Regions from separate parts of the Canis lupus genome. Here region 1 is linked to region 2. Evidence: chromatin contacts called from public Hi-C data. All regions are on one chromosome and are shown on one strand. Each heading gives the region's core, a stretch centred on a gene start, on an enhancer-like site or on the middle of the called end of the contact. The rest is flanking DNA. Distances are from core to core; before and after follow the strand shown.

The links. Hi-C and Micro-C count contacts between places; a contact is called where the count stands out from the background.
Region 1: a contact with region 2 is called in a Hi-C map of skin fibroblasts, with 1.9 times the contacts expected there. The contact joins the promoter of DCTN4 here to the enhancer-like site in region 2. A contact is called at or near these places in 3 of 9 Hi-C or Micro-C datasets (blood and skin fibroblasts).

What each region holds. Positions count from the first base shown.
Region 1 is chr4:59,334,374-59,340,786 of UU_Cfam_GSD_1.0, reverse strand. It overlaps DCTN4 (dynactin subunit 4), which reads right to left and starts at 3,557. Exons shown (of 13, transcript XM_038535018.1): 1 at 3,381-3,557; 2 at 576-646. The coding sequence starts at 3,515. It also overlaps a transcript of SMIM3 not described here.
Region 2 is chr4:59,291,563-59,298,571 of UU_Cfam_GSD_1.0, reverse strand. It overlaps SMIM3 (small integral membrane protein 3), which reads left to right. Exons shown (of 4, transcript XM_038535014.1): 4 at 6,028-7,009. The coding sequence starts at 6,039. The coding sequence ends at 6,221. Among named protein-coding and RNA genes, the nearest start is that of SMIM3, 39 kb to the left of the region's middle. Within about 2 kb of position 3,116, at least 3 of the 20 cell types and tissues checked have an H3K27ac peak or open chromatin away from gene starts, as enhancers often do.

The DNA of each region.
Region 1 (6,413 bases), core at 2,308-4,807, 42 kb before region 2:
CAGGGAAAAACTGAGGAAATCTGAATAAAACGAAGTGTTTAATAATAAAGTATCAATGTTGTTCATTAACTGAGGCAAATATACTATACTAATGTAAGACGTTACTAGGAGAGACTGTGTATGAAGTGCACAGAACTCTCTGTACCATCTTCACCTTAATTCTTAAGTTTAAAGCTGTTCTAAAATAGAAAACTAATTTAAAAAATCAAAGGACACTTCATCTTTGGCAAAGGTGATGCTAAAAAGTGAAAACCAGCTAGTTAGAAAAGAGAGTTAATTCCATGTATTTTCTTACTAGCTATTAAAAAAAAAAAACAGTTGAGAAAACAGAAAAAAATGGATCACAGTCTTACCTATTCTTTTTTATTTATTTTTTATTTTTTAAAGGTGCTTTTTTAAGAATCTTTTTTATTTATTTATTCAGAGAGAGAGAGAAAGAGAAAGAGAGAAAAGCAGAGGAAGAAGCAGGCTCCATGCAGGAAGCCCGATGTGGGACTCGATCCCAGGTCTCCAGGATCACACCCAGGCTGCTGCAGGCGGCGCTAAACCGCTGCGCCACCGGGGCTGCCCCTTACCTATTCTTTTTTAGTTTGGCTTCAGCTGATGGCATATTTTCTAAGCAGCTGGGACAATAATGGGAGTCCACCTAGAAAGAAACAAGAAACTAAAAATCAGAGGAAAAGGCACTCAGTCTAGCTTGTATATACATTTATGCCAAATAGTGAATTCTAAAATATACTGCAGCAGAAAGTGAGAAACCAATGATATGCCAAAGAACCTAGACTGTTTACAGCTTATTCTTCAACCATGTTTTTTCTTATCCTCTAGATTTTCTAAAACCATTCCATTTTTCCTTTCTGATCTTTCCTGTTCCCTTTCATCAGGGTTTTATGTAATACATGTGTTAAAAGGTGTCTATGGAAAAGAAGAACTCTATGATAATTTAGCGTAACAGAGTAATAAAAAATATAATAACCTACTTTGTGAAGCTGTGATCAAATATCCTTCCATCCTTTTTAGTGTTTAGCTTTAATGGACTGTAAGAACTTGACCACACTTAAATTGTTAAGAGAGACTTAAAAAAGTTATCTTTTTTTTTTTTAATTTTTATTTATTTATGATAGTCACAGAGAGAGAGAAGCGCAGAGACACAGGCAGAGGGAGAAGCAGGCTCCATGCACCGGGAGCCCGACGTGGGATTCGATCCCGGGTCTCCAGGATCGCGCCCTGGGCCAAAGGCAGGCGCCAAACCGCTGCGCCACCCAGGGATCCCTTAAAAAAGTTATCTTATTACTAAAGTATTACAGGTTCACAAAAGCATAAATTAACATTTACAAAACCAGCTTTAGACAACTGATTAGAGATTTTTAAATGGCAAATTAAACTACTAAACTAGCAAGATAGCCTTATTGTGTTTAACTGAAAAACAGCAGAAAATTAAATTTACTGTATTTTTTAAGATCTGAATAATTATTTTCTTTAATGTAGGTAGATCCTATTGGACAATTCTAGAACTCTAATCACCTACAGATATAAAGACAGATTTGAATATAAATACTATGATAAAAACAGGCTTCTTTTTTCATCATCTGCTCTACATAAGACCACCTTTGAAAGAATAGTTTCTGCTCAAATTATCTCCAGGAACATAAAATACAGTTTTGGCTAATATGTGCACTCACTCATCATAAAAGGCAAACAATAATTTGTTCCTTCTTGTGGCTCCTTTCAAATTACGGGTGTCCCTTCAAGTGCAGCTCTAATCCCAGGTTCTTGGTTAGAACTTTCTGGACTCCTCCAGCCCTCACTAGTCTCATCCTTCCCGAAACTCTAAATGGCCTCCACTTCATAGGTGGAGGTACCCATGAGTCTGTGAAAGACGCAGTAAGACAGAATGTCCTAGCTCAAGATATCCTTGGAAATCATGGAGGCTGAGCTCTCCCATGACCACCAAGTGGGAATCTAATCCAATAAACTCTGGAGGTGGAGGTGGAGGTGGAGCCTGAACAGGAAAAGCATGTAAAAGACAAAGGACCTGCTAAAGAGATACGGAGAAAGCACAAATGAAAAAAATACAAGAGATGTCATGTACATGATATGGCATTGATTTTTCTCTTGTATTATTTAACTGCTTTCTGTGACTATTATTTTTTGTGACTATTCTTAATATGATGAAAAATATACCAAATAAAACTATTAATGATAATGTGTAAAATGGCAGATAGCATAGGGCACGTATTCATACGCATTTTTAACAGACTGGGGATCTTCAGTGAAGTTCTCTGAATCATGTTTCAAATCCTGATTTGAAAGGCTGAGGAGTTTCAAATCCTGGTCCTCCCTGTCACCTCCAAATTTTTGGCTGTGATCTAGGTCAAACATTGCATCTGTTACCTTAACTATAAAGTTGTGTGTGTGTGTGTGTGTGTGTGTGTGTGTGTGTGTTTAAGGTATCCATTCTGTTGGGCTCTGGGATGATTAAAGGAGTTTACATAAACCCATGGCATATACAAAGTACTGAATAAGCAGTAACTGTTCCCAGCAGCTTTTTCTTAACTAGACTGTGAGTCACTCAACAACAGGATTTATGTCTTCACTCGTCGTTTAATCCCCAAAGCTTACTGAATGAACAAGTTGTACCAAGTGCTGCAGAAGTTTGAGGATTTCGTTATTTGGTACACACACACACACACATATATAATTAAAAAAAAAATAGGGTGGAGTGCTTTACGAGTCCTGAGCAATCCCACTTCCAACGCCCAGTTGTGCCTGAGGACAGCACCATACCCTCTGGAGAAACGCCATGAGCTTCTTACACGACACACCTTATTCTAAGCACTTTTCGCTCAACTCGCCGCAGCCCAACCTCTTCCCTGCTGCAGGCCTTGGCCTGAGCCGGAAAACAGAGCCCGGAAGGCCCTTTCTGGCCAAAGTAAGGGCAGAACTTCCAGGATGGAAGAAGCGTGAATGAGACTGCCTGCGGGCTCCACCCTACAGACAGTCGTGGAAAGACGGTACGTCGCCCCTCAGGTGGGCCCCAGTCAACACCCCCACAGCTTCCTCCCCAACCCACCCAATTACCAGACCCCCCACCCCCACCCCCACCCCCCAGGAGACAGCCAGGGCCCCAAAGTCAGGTTTGTCCAATCAGAGGGCGCCCTAGAACCAAAAGATCCGCTCAGCCCCACCCAAGGCCTCTCCTTCTTTCCAAATGACAAATTAGAAGGCAAGTTAAATCGCAAGCAAATCTGAGTGACGGAAGACACAGCCAATCGGCAAGCTAGGAAAATGACTACCCGCCAGTCGCGGTGACTAGGACGAACCCTGCCCCCCTCCCCCCAACACAGACACACTCGGCACGGGACGACCGACCGCATTACCTCGTGAGACACACATTCCAGCGACCGCAGTTCGCTACAATAGCGGCAGAAGTACAGCTGCGACAGCGGGGCCCGGACCTTCTTCTCTCCCTGGACGAGGTAGAGCACCCTCTCTGATTGCAGCAAGGACGCCATCTTGGAGGGGGAGGAGCCGACGACGCGCTCGCCGCGTCACGTGACCCGAGAGCCTGCGTTTCTCTCGCCGCCTTTCCTACGTCTTTCGTCCGACGCTTTGCGTCAAGCTTCCGACCGCGGGGGCGCGGGGCGCGGGGCGGAAGCCGGTGCGCGTGCGCGGCCGGGCATCCGCGGTTTCTCCCCAGCGCTGCGGTGAACTTTTGCTCCCTGGACGGGAAGTCCGACCTTTCTGTGGTTAAGCACGCAGTCAACTGATCGAACACAGACAGGCCGGTGCTCTCCTTTTTCCTTATTTCTCCCCCAAAAGAAAGGCTGCTCTTTTGTTCTATTTACAGCTGCCCCTCCTGCCCTCGCCTTCCAGGCCAACCTTCGGAAGGCGGAGGGAGGGTCTCGGGGACAGAGTCCTCTGGGACTGGAAAGTTAGGAGTCGCGCCAGCAATTTCTCTGGACTGCCTTGTCACTGACCTGTAGGAGGTCTGCACAGGCGTTATCTCGTTTCAGATTTCTTAGACTGTGAGTTCCTGCACATCGAAGCCGTGTCTCATTCATTTCCCGGTTTCGAGTACTTAAAATTAGACTAAGTCTATATTATGAGCGTTGGGTAAGTTATTGATTAACGGAGGAATTAAGTCCATGAGTGAACGATGTTGCTAGGTGTCATTTACCTTTTTTTTTTTTTCCTAAAGATTTACTTATTCACGAGAGACACAGAGACAGAGAGAGAGGCAGAGGGAGAAGCAGGCTCCACGCAGGGAGCCCGACGTGGGACTCGATCCCGGGTCTCCAGGATCACGGCCTGGGCGGAAGGCGGCGCTAAACCGCTGAGCCACCAGGGCTGCCCCCTTTTATTCGAATGCATACACTTTGGGACGCCTGGGTGGCTCAGCGGTTGAGCATCTTCCTTTGGCTCAGAGCGTGATCCCGCATCTGGCTCCCCGCTCAGTGGGGAGCCTGCTTGTCCCTCAGCCTCTCCCTCTGTGTCTCTCTCTCTGAATCTCTCATGAATAAATAAAATCTTTTTTAAAAAGCTTAAATATGTAAAATGACCACTTAGGACCCGCCTCTCTCGTGAATAAATAAATAAATAAATAAATAAATAATCTTTAGAAAAGGCTTAAATGTGTAAAATGACCCCTCAGGACCCGCCTAGCAGGGGCGGGAGCCTAGCAGGTGCCTGCCACCAGTTCTGTGCTCTTCTCATCCTACTAATGTATTATTTACCTGCCTGATATTGGAGTTGGTGACTGAGAAGAAAATGGAACTGAATGTTAATATTAGCTAACATCTATTGAATACTCATCGAGGGCAATAAGCTGTGACAAAACCTTATGTACACTGTCTCATTTAATTTCAACAAAAAACCCCGAAAGGTAAGTACTGTCATTTCTGTTTTGCAGCCCTGGGAAACTGAGGCTCAGAGAGTTTCAATGACTCATCTAAGATTTCATAAACAGCGGCAGAACACTGTTCTGACTCCAGAGCTTGCTTGCATTATTCCTATGCACGCTGCCTCTAGCATGTTTCCCCCCAGCTTTATTGAGATACAATTGACAACTTAAAATTATATGTATTTAAGGTGTACACCCAGATAATTTGATATACATTGTGAAGTAATGAACTCAAGCTAATTAACATATCCATCACCTCACATGACTCTTTCTTTTTAAGATCTTATTTATCCATGAGAGACTCACAGAGGCAGAGACCTAATGAGAGGAAGAAGCAGGATCCCTGCAGGAAGCCTGATGTAGGACTGGATCCCAGGACCCCAGGATCATGCCCTGTGCTAAAGGCAGAAGCTCAACCACCGAGCCACCCAGGTGCCCCTATTTCTTTCCTTCTTTCTGATGAGAACACTTAAGATCTACCCTCTTAGTAAATTTCAAGAATATACAATATTGTTAACTGTGATCACATTGTTAAATGTTAAATCCCCAGAAGTTATTCATTTTGCATAACTGAAATTTTGTACCCCTTGATGAACCAGTCTTCATTTCCTCTTCCCGCAGCCCTTGGCAACAACCACTCTCTCCACTTCTATGAGTTTGTCTGCTTTAAAATCCATATATAAATGAAATAATGCAATATTTTATCTTTCTGGGTCTGACTTATTTCACTTAACATAATGTCCTCCAGGTTCATCCATGTTGCTACAAATGGCAGGAGATAATATATTTACGTTTATATTATATTTATATATCAGTTATTATGTATATTTATATATCACATTTTCTTTATTCATCTGTTGACATTTACATTGTTTCCATATCTTGGCTATTGTGAATAATGCTGAAATGATCATGGGAGTGCAGCTATCTCTAAGATTCTGATTTCGTTCTTTTGGCTATATACCTGGAAATGGGACTGCTGGATCATAAGAGTTCTATTTTTAATTTTTTGAGGAACGTCCATAATGCTTTCTGTAGTGGCTATACCAGTTTACATTCCCACAGAAGTGCACAATAGTTCTCTTTTCTCCATCCTCAACAACATTTGTTATCATTTGTCTGATAATGGCCATTCTAACAAGTGTGAGGTGTGAGGTCATTATGGTTTTGATTTGCATTTCTCTGATGATTAGTGATGTTGAGAACCTTTTCATATAGCTGATGGTCATTTGTATGTTTTCTTTAGAGACATACCTATTTAGGTCCTTTGCCCAGTTTTAAGTTGGGGTATTTATATTTATTTAGCCATATATTTTGGATATTAACCCCTTATCAAATATGATTTGTAAATATTTTCTTCCATTCTATAGGTTGTCTTTATATTCTGTTGATTGTTTTCTTTGCTATGCAGAAGGTTTTTTAGTTTGATGGAATCCCACTTGTCTATTTTTGTTCTTTGTTGCCTGTGCTTTTAGGGTCATATCCAAGCAATCATTGCCCAGACCAATGT
Region 2 (7,009 bases), core at 1,867-4,366:
GGGAGTCAGCTTCTCTGTCTCCCTTCCTCATTCTCTCTCTCTCAAATAAATAAAATGTTTAAAAAAAAAACAACTGTGCTCTTTGAAGTCCAACCCCAGAATGCAGAGGTTTTATTCTCCTTGTCTTGGGAGATCCCTGAGTCTGTCAGAAACTCTGCTTGGTCTCCATTATCCACTAAGGGAAATGCTGCTTCAAATGCCAGGATCACCTCCCTGGATTTCCTCCGTTCCCAGATCTTACCCTAGTAATTCCTCATTATTTTGTTACTTCTTAGTGCCTTCGGGCAGTTTTATTTTTTTGGCCTGGGGGACAATTTTTCTAGTTGTCATCAGTAGGAGAATTGATCAAAATGATCTAGTTTGCCATCACCAGAAGTGAAAGTCCTGATCTTTGTAGATTGCATATCTTTTCTTAACTCTCTAAATCTAGAATGCCTTTGGCCAAAAGCAGTGAGTCTGACCTGGACTTAGGAAAGAGCTATGGATCCGGCATATTCCATCTTCCTTACCCCTGGTTCTGTGTGGAGGCTTTGGAGATGAACATAGGGTCAGAAGACCTGAGTTTGAATGTCTGTTACTTAGCTTTATGACCACTAGCCAGTTAACCTTTCTTGGCTTTCATATCCACATCTGTAAAATAATATATCCAGCACAAGATTATTATGAAGGTTAAGTAAGTTAATGTGTGGGATGAGGCCTAGCACACTACTTAGCACTTGGTATTTGTTAAATGTTGGCTTGTGTATTGCTGTATTTGAGGAAATAAGAGGAGGGACACTTCTCTTTGCTTCTTGGAAATGAGCTATATCTTCAGAATAAATAACAGTAATTCCTAAGAGAGTATCTTGTATATAGCAAGTACTTGATGAATGAATGAATGAATGAATGAACGAATGAACATCCTGGACAGAGTTACTTATTCTAGTGGTGCTCAACCAAAACCAGTATTACTTTGTCAGAGGGTGAGAGCTGCTTGCTAGGGAGTAAGTCTCATGATTGAAAGGTGGATAGATAGAACAGATTAGTCACCTTGAGTCCAGTTATTCTAAAACAATTGACTTGCAGGAAATTTTAATTCCTGAAATTTATATTTTTTTGTTGGAACTAGAAAATTCACCATATGATAGAATTAGCTGGAATAATTATTCTTTTTTTCCCCTAAAAGATTTTCAGTGGCTTATGAAAACTGGCCTCTCGGGCAGCCCAGGTAGCTCAGCGGTTTAGCGCCGCCTTCAGCCCGGGGCATGATCCTGGGGACCCTGGATCAAGTCCCGCATCGGGCTCCCTGCGTGGAGCCTGCTTCTCCCTCTGCCTGTGTCTCTGCCTCTCTCTCTCTCTCTATGTATTCTCATGAATGACTAAATAAAATCTTTAAAAAAAAAAAAGAAAGAAAACTGGGCTCTCACAGAGCTGGTGGTGTAGGGGCCCACGTGGCATCAGTGGCTGGTGATACCAGTGGCTTCTTTGCTTGTCAGCTCAGAGTGGTGTTAACACAGTGCTTAGACAAACTTATATTGAACATATGTCAAAGTTTATTTATTCATTTAATGAGGTAATTAGGAGATAAAGTATGCCGGTTTAAACTGACAGGAGTTTAGGCCTGACTGCTGTTGTACCTCCCATGATCATAAAAACCACAGTTTTATCTGGGATAAGGTTGAGTTTGTGATATGAATGTTCTGGGCCCTAGTCTGACATAACCCATTAATCAGAAATAACAAATAATGTATCTGCAAAGCAAATGATAAGCAGCTTGATCTATGGTTATTAATTAGATGTGCCAAGAAACAGGGTTTTATGCACTCACAAGGAACCATGCACCCGGATGCCAGATAGGGGTCAAACAGAAGTCAGCTAGCAGAAGCTTTGAGTCCTGTTTTTTCTCAAGGAAAACTGTCCAGCGTGCCATTAAAGATGCTGAACATATGGTTTATGTAGTTCTTATTTTGGGGACAAAATTTATCTTTCACAGTGGGGAGAGGTGTTCCATGGGAAGGAACAGCCTATCAGAGGACACATGTTTGAAGACTGGGAAGGTTGAAACAAGGAGAGCTCCCTGTGCACTTGGATGTCTGGCCATGTTCATGGCCATCCTTAGAGCCCTGGAACAGTGGTAACTCTGAAACAGCCCTTGGAGAACATCACAACCTGTGGTTTTCTGACTGTGTTTTGAGGAACCCAAGGGGCCAAGGGAAAGCTGAACAGCTGTGCTGTACCAAGCAAATGGGTTGTGCTAAGCAAGGACACTAGAATAATACCTGGGAAAGCTACTTTAGTTTTCTATGTTATAGTTTAGTATTGTGTTTAGTTTGAATTATATGTGTGAAGGGGGTGGACACCCAAATCTCTAGTGCTTAGGGCCTCTAAGGATATTTATCCAGCCTCACTGGCTGGGACCCCAAAGTTCCTCCTTTGGTTCCTCCCTGGCATGCTAGAGCAGCTCTGCTTTTATGTTCCAGGTTTTAAATAATGCCGTGTGCGAAAGAGTACAATCTAGAGTATGGGTTACAGAAAAAGTTTCATTTATTCCTCTACTTGTTCTGTTTTGTGTTGCTTGGGCAAGTGGCTTGATCGGATTTATGTCTTTGAATGATTATTCTGGAAGAAGGTAGGGTTGAAGGTGGGGAAAGACCTCAGTATCTCAGTTTTGCCATCTGTGAAATAAGGCTGGCTGTGGCTTCTGTGATTCGTGATTATGAATGAGCCTCGGAGCCTGAGTTCCTGTAAATGACAGGTTTTCCATATGAAAGTCGGCCAGGGAAATTATTTCTGGCATTTGGAGTCACGGAAACTGTTTGATGTTAATGGGTTTACCAGAAAGGGCTTTCGTGGGGTTCTTTTGGCGCAGGGCAGGCTAGCTGTTGATGTAATCAGGAGACCACAAAGAATGATTTCTGCTGCCTCTGTCCCTTCCCTAACAGTGTACGTCTCCTGTGACTCATGCTTCTGTGTCTTGGAGTTGGAAGTAAGTGACCACATTTTTAAGGCTGAGGCAGGGCCAGCCTGTGCTTCCCCCTCCTCGGCAGGCCCCAGCCTGATAATCCCGGGTCTCCTAGAGAGCCTAGCCAGAGGCTTCTCCTTCATCCTGGACCTTGCCCGGGTCTGACCAGACTGGCTACAGAGCACGTAGGAGTCAGTTCCTAAATCACAGTGCTGGAGAGAGTCATAGCAGTCTTAGAGATCCATCGGTCCAGGGGCCTCCAAGCCTGGCTGCATATTGGGTCCGTATTGGCCTCCTCCTGTCCCCTATTGAGTCTAATTCAATAAGTCTGTAATAGGACCCAGAAATTAATGGTTTTTTAATATTGTCCTAAGGTGGCCCTCCCCCTTGGCACAGTATAGAACATTTGGTGACCACTGATCTAGGGTCATACTTGAATTTTATTCAACTGTTTCCCCCTCAATCCAGTTGACTTAAGAAAATTAAATGTAGAAACACCTGGGTGTCTCAGTGGTTGAGCGTCTGCCTTCTACTCAGGTGGTGATCCCAGAATCCTGGAATTGAGTTCTGCATCAGGCTCCCTGCAGGGAGACTGCTTCTCCCTCTGCCTGTGTCTCTGCCTCTCTCTGTGTGTCTCTCATGAATAAATAAAATCTTAAAAAAAAAAGGAAAATTAAATGTAAGACATGCTCATGTTTAGAAAATTCAAGCAGCATAAAGACATGAAGAATGAAAACCAAAAGCTTCTCCCAGTCTGGCCCCCAGGTAATCACTCTTTGACACTTTCTTTGAAAAGATTCTGCTCATAAATGATTTTACATTTATGTATCGCCACCTATCTGTCTACTTAATTCTACAAAATCTGAGCCAGAGGAATAATCCTGTACACATTATTCTGTACTGTACTTTTTTTTTCCCACTTAAGATATTCAGAACACCACCATAGATCATTATTCTTTTTAATACTTACTATTAAAGAAGTTAATATTTGTAACACGCTTGCAACAATGCATGGTGAGTAGCACGCACTGTATGTTTGTTAAATGAGCAAATGCAGGCTGCTGCATGTTACACCAATATACAGATATACTCTATCTTACTATTATGGACATTTGTTGTGTTGGTTGCTATAACAAATGATGCAGAAATGAATATCTCTGTGTGTACATCCCAAAGGGGACTTTGCCTTGGAAATGGCAATCAGCACCTTCCTTAGCAGGGCAACAGTGGGCACGGAGTCAAAGGCATTGGGAAGAAAAAGTTACTAATTAGGAAAAAGTAAGAAATTGAATTGGGATTGGAAATTTTGTCTGGGACCTAGATCTAGAAATCTAGATCTCAGATCTAGAAGGAACCACAGGAGAGTGTTTGTCCTAGTCTTGTGACCTCTGGGGAGGGAATATATTGTCTATGGGTCCCAAGTTGTACACTGAGCCCTGGGGAGCCTCAGTGAACTCTTTGGGAAAGTGTGTGAATGGGGGCTGCAGGATCTTTAAAATGTTTGACAGGGATGATATTTGACATCCCCCAGACACTGTGCAAACTCCGAGCTCAAGAAAGTTGACAGTTTAATGTTCGCCTTACTACATTCCCTTTGGCGATGTTCTGTTTCACGAAGCCCAGTTTTTGGTGGTTGCCATGATACAGCAAGCAGTGAGCACAAACGGGAGCGTGGGACGGGCGGTGGGTGGTGGTATTGTTGACTCTGACTCCAGAGTCTGAGAAGTCGTACAGTGCCGAACCATTGCCCACACCCCATTGGTAAGTGACTGGTGAGGAGTGAAGGAAAGTGTTTTCTTCTTTCAATTTGTGTGTATGATGTCTCCCCCCCCCCCCCCCCCAACAGCTACTAGTCTGTTAGGACATAAATGCTAATTGAGTTGTTTGAAGCTAACTATGTAATCATTGAAACTGCTAGATATTTCTTTGGGCCCGCAGAGCTGTGAAAAAATTACTGAGACACGAAGGGTGCCGTGAATTGAAAAAGTTAGGGAATAACTGATTTCCATCTTATTCATCAGAACTCTTTTAGCTGTTGAGTGAGAGAAGCCAAACTGACTCAGGCTTAAAAGCAGGAAATTATTCACTTCTGTGTCTGGGGTGGCTGGGATTGCAGATGGCGTCAGACTGCATGGGGTTCGGGTCCTGAAAGCTCCATTTCTCTTTTCATCTCTAAGATGGGCTATCTAAGCGTGGGTGAGACAGCTCCCCTGCCTATCCTTTCCAGACTCACATCCTCTTGGTTTAGCAGAGCCCAGCAGAAGGAATCCTCTTTCCCAATAGCTTGTGCATAAGAGCCCTGGGAGGACTTTGGCTGACCTGGCCTAGGTCACTTGCCCAGCCCTGAATGGAGGCTATGGAGATTTGTGATGGCCAAGCCTAGGTGCCATATCTACCTCTGTGCTCAGGTGAGCACCCTCACTAAACCACATGGTAGGTTCTCCACAGAAAAAGCAGGTTTTGTTACCAGGAGAATGGGAGAAGGGACACAGGACCAAAACCAGTTGATTTTCCATTTTAACAGATGAGGGGCCAGACTGGTAATGTGATAATTTACAAATTAAACATGGTGGCTCTGGAGTCCCACCCACCTGGCTTCACTTCCTTGGGCACATTTACTACATCTACATCTGTGAAGGCTTTAGAGTCTCCATCTATAAAATGGAAATAATTGAAGATAAAATCCAATATATAAAAGAAGGCTGGGGCACCTGAGTGGGTCAGTCAGTACAGCGTCTGCCTTCAGCTCAGGTCATGATCCTGTGGTCCTGGGATCGAGTCCCTCCTAGGCTCTCTGCTCAGCAGAGTCTGCTTCTGCTTCTCCTTCTCCCTCTGCCCTTCCCCCCTGCTTGTGGTCTCTCTCAAATAAATAAATAAAATCTTAAAAAAAAAAAGTAATAAAAAAGCTGACAGTCATAGTCTCCACCTCATGGAGCTGGTGGTGGGGCTTAGCACACTACCCCCCTGGGTAAGTGAGCCCATTATTGGTCAGGTAACCTTAAGAGCACCCAGCTGGTAAATGACCCAAGCCTCTGAGTCCGGGAGAGGGTACAGAATAGTGACTTCCTCTCTCCTGTCTGTCACAGAGTGAAGCAGCATGGATGCCGTCAGCCAGGTCCCCATGGAAGCCGCACTCCCCAAGCACATCCTGGATATCTGGGTCATTGTCCTCATCATCCTGGCCACCATTGTCATCATGACCTCCTTGTTGCTGTGCCCAGCCACCGCGGTCATTATCTATCGCATGCGGACTCATCCTGTCCTCAACGGGGCTGTCTGAAATCAGTGTCCCAAGAGGGGCCGGGGAGAAACATGGATAGTATCTCCTCCCCCAGCCTCTTCCTTCTCAGAAAAGCAGCAGGAGGGGCTTTGGAGTGTGGACTCTGGAGCTTGATGTGTGAGAGGAGACCGGAGTTCTTGTTTGGATTTTGCCACCGGCCAGCTGTGTGAGCTGGGTCAAGGGACCTAACTCTGTGGGTTCCAGGTTCCTTATCTTCTAAATGGGGATCATGGTCCTGCCCTTCCTACCTCAGAGGGTTGTAAGAACCAATGCCTTGGGTGGAGGTTAAAGCTGTTTGTGGCGATGAATGGTAAAGCCACCACAGGGTTATAATTGCTGACAATGGCCTTCAGGGTGGTGATGAAGACACTGGGGGCAGAGCAGCCTTTGCCAGTGCCCCTCAGGTCGAACCAAGCAAAGACACCCTGTCTGCATTCCAAGGGGCCAGTAGTGCTTTGGCTCAAAGTCATTTTCTTTGTGGTGCCACTCCCTCAAGTTACCTAATTTGGAGGGAACTGAGTGTGGCAGGAGGAGGGAGATGGGTGGAACTTCCTAGGACCTTCCTGTGCCAGAATGTCTACCCCTGTAACAGTCTAGAGGACGGCACTGCCATTTCTTGGCAAGGCTGAAGGACCTGGGGTGATGGGCTTCTTTCTGCATTGGAGTCTCCTCACTTTGACACTCAAGCTATGTGTCACAACACAGGGTGGCTGAGTTCCCCGGATGGCTTTCAGGATCTCCAGCCCCCACCAACTTGTGTGTCTCACACTCAAGAAGCTGTGTCCCCT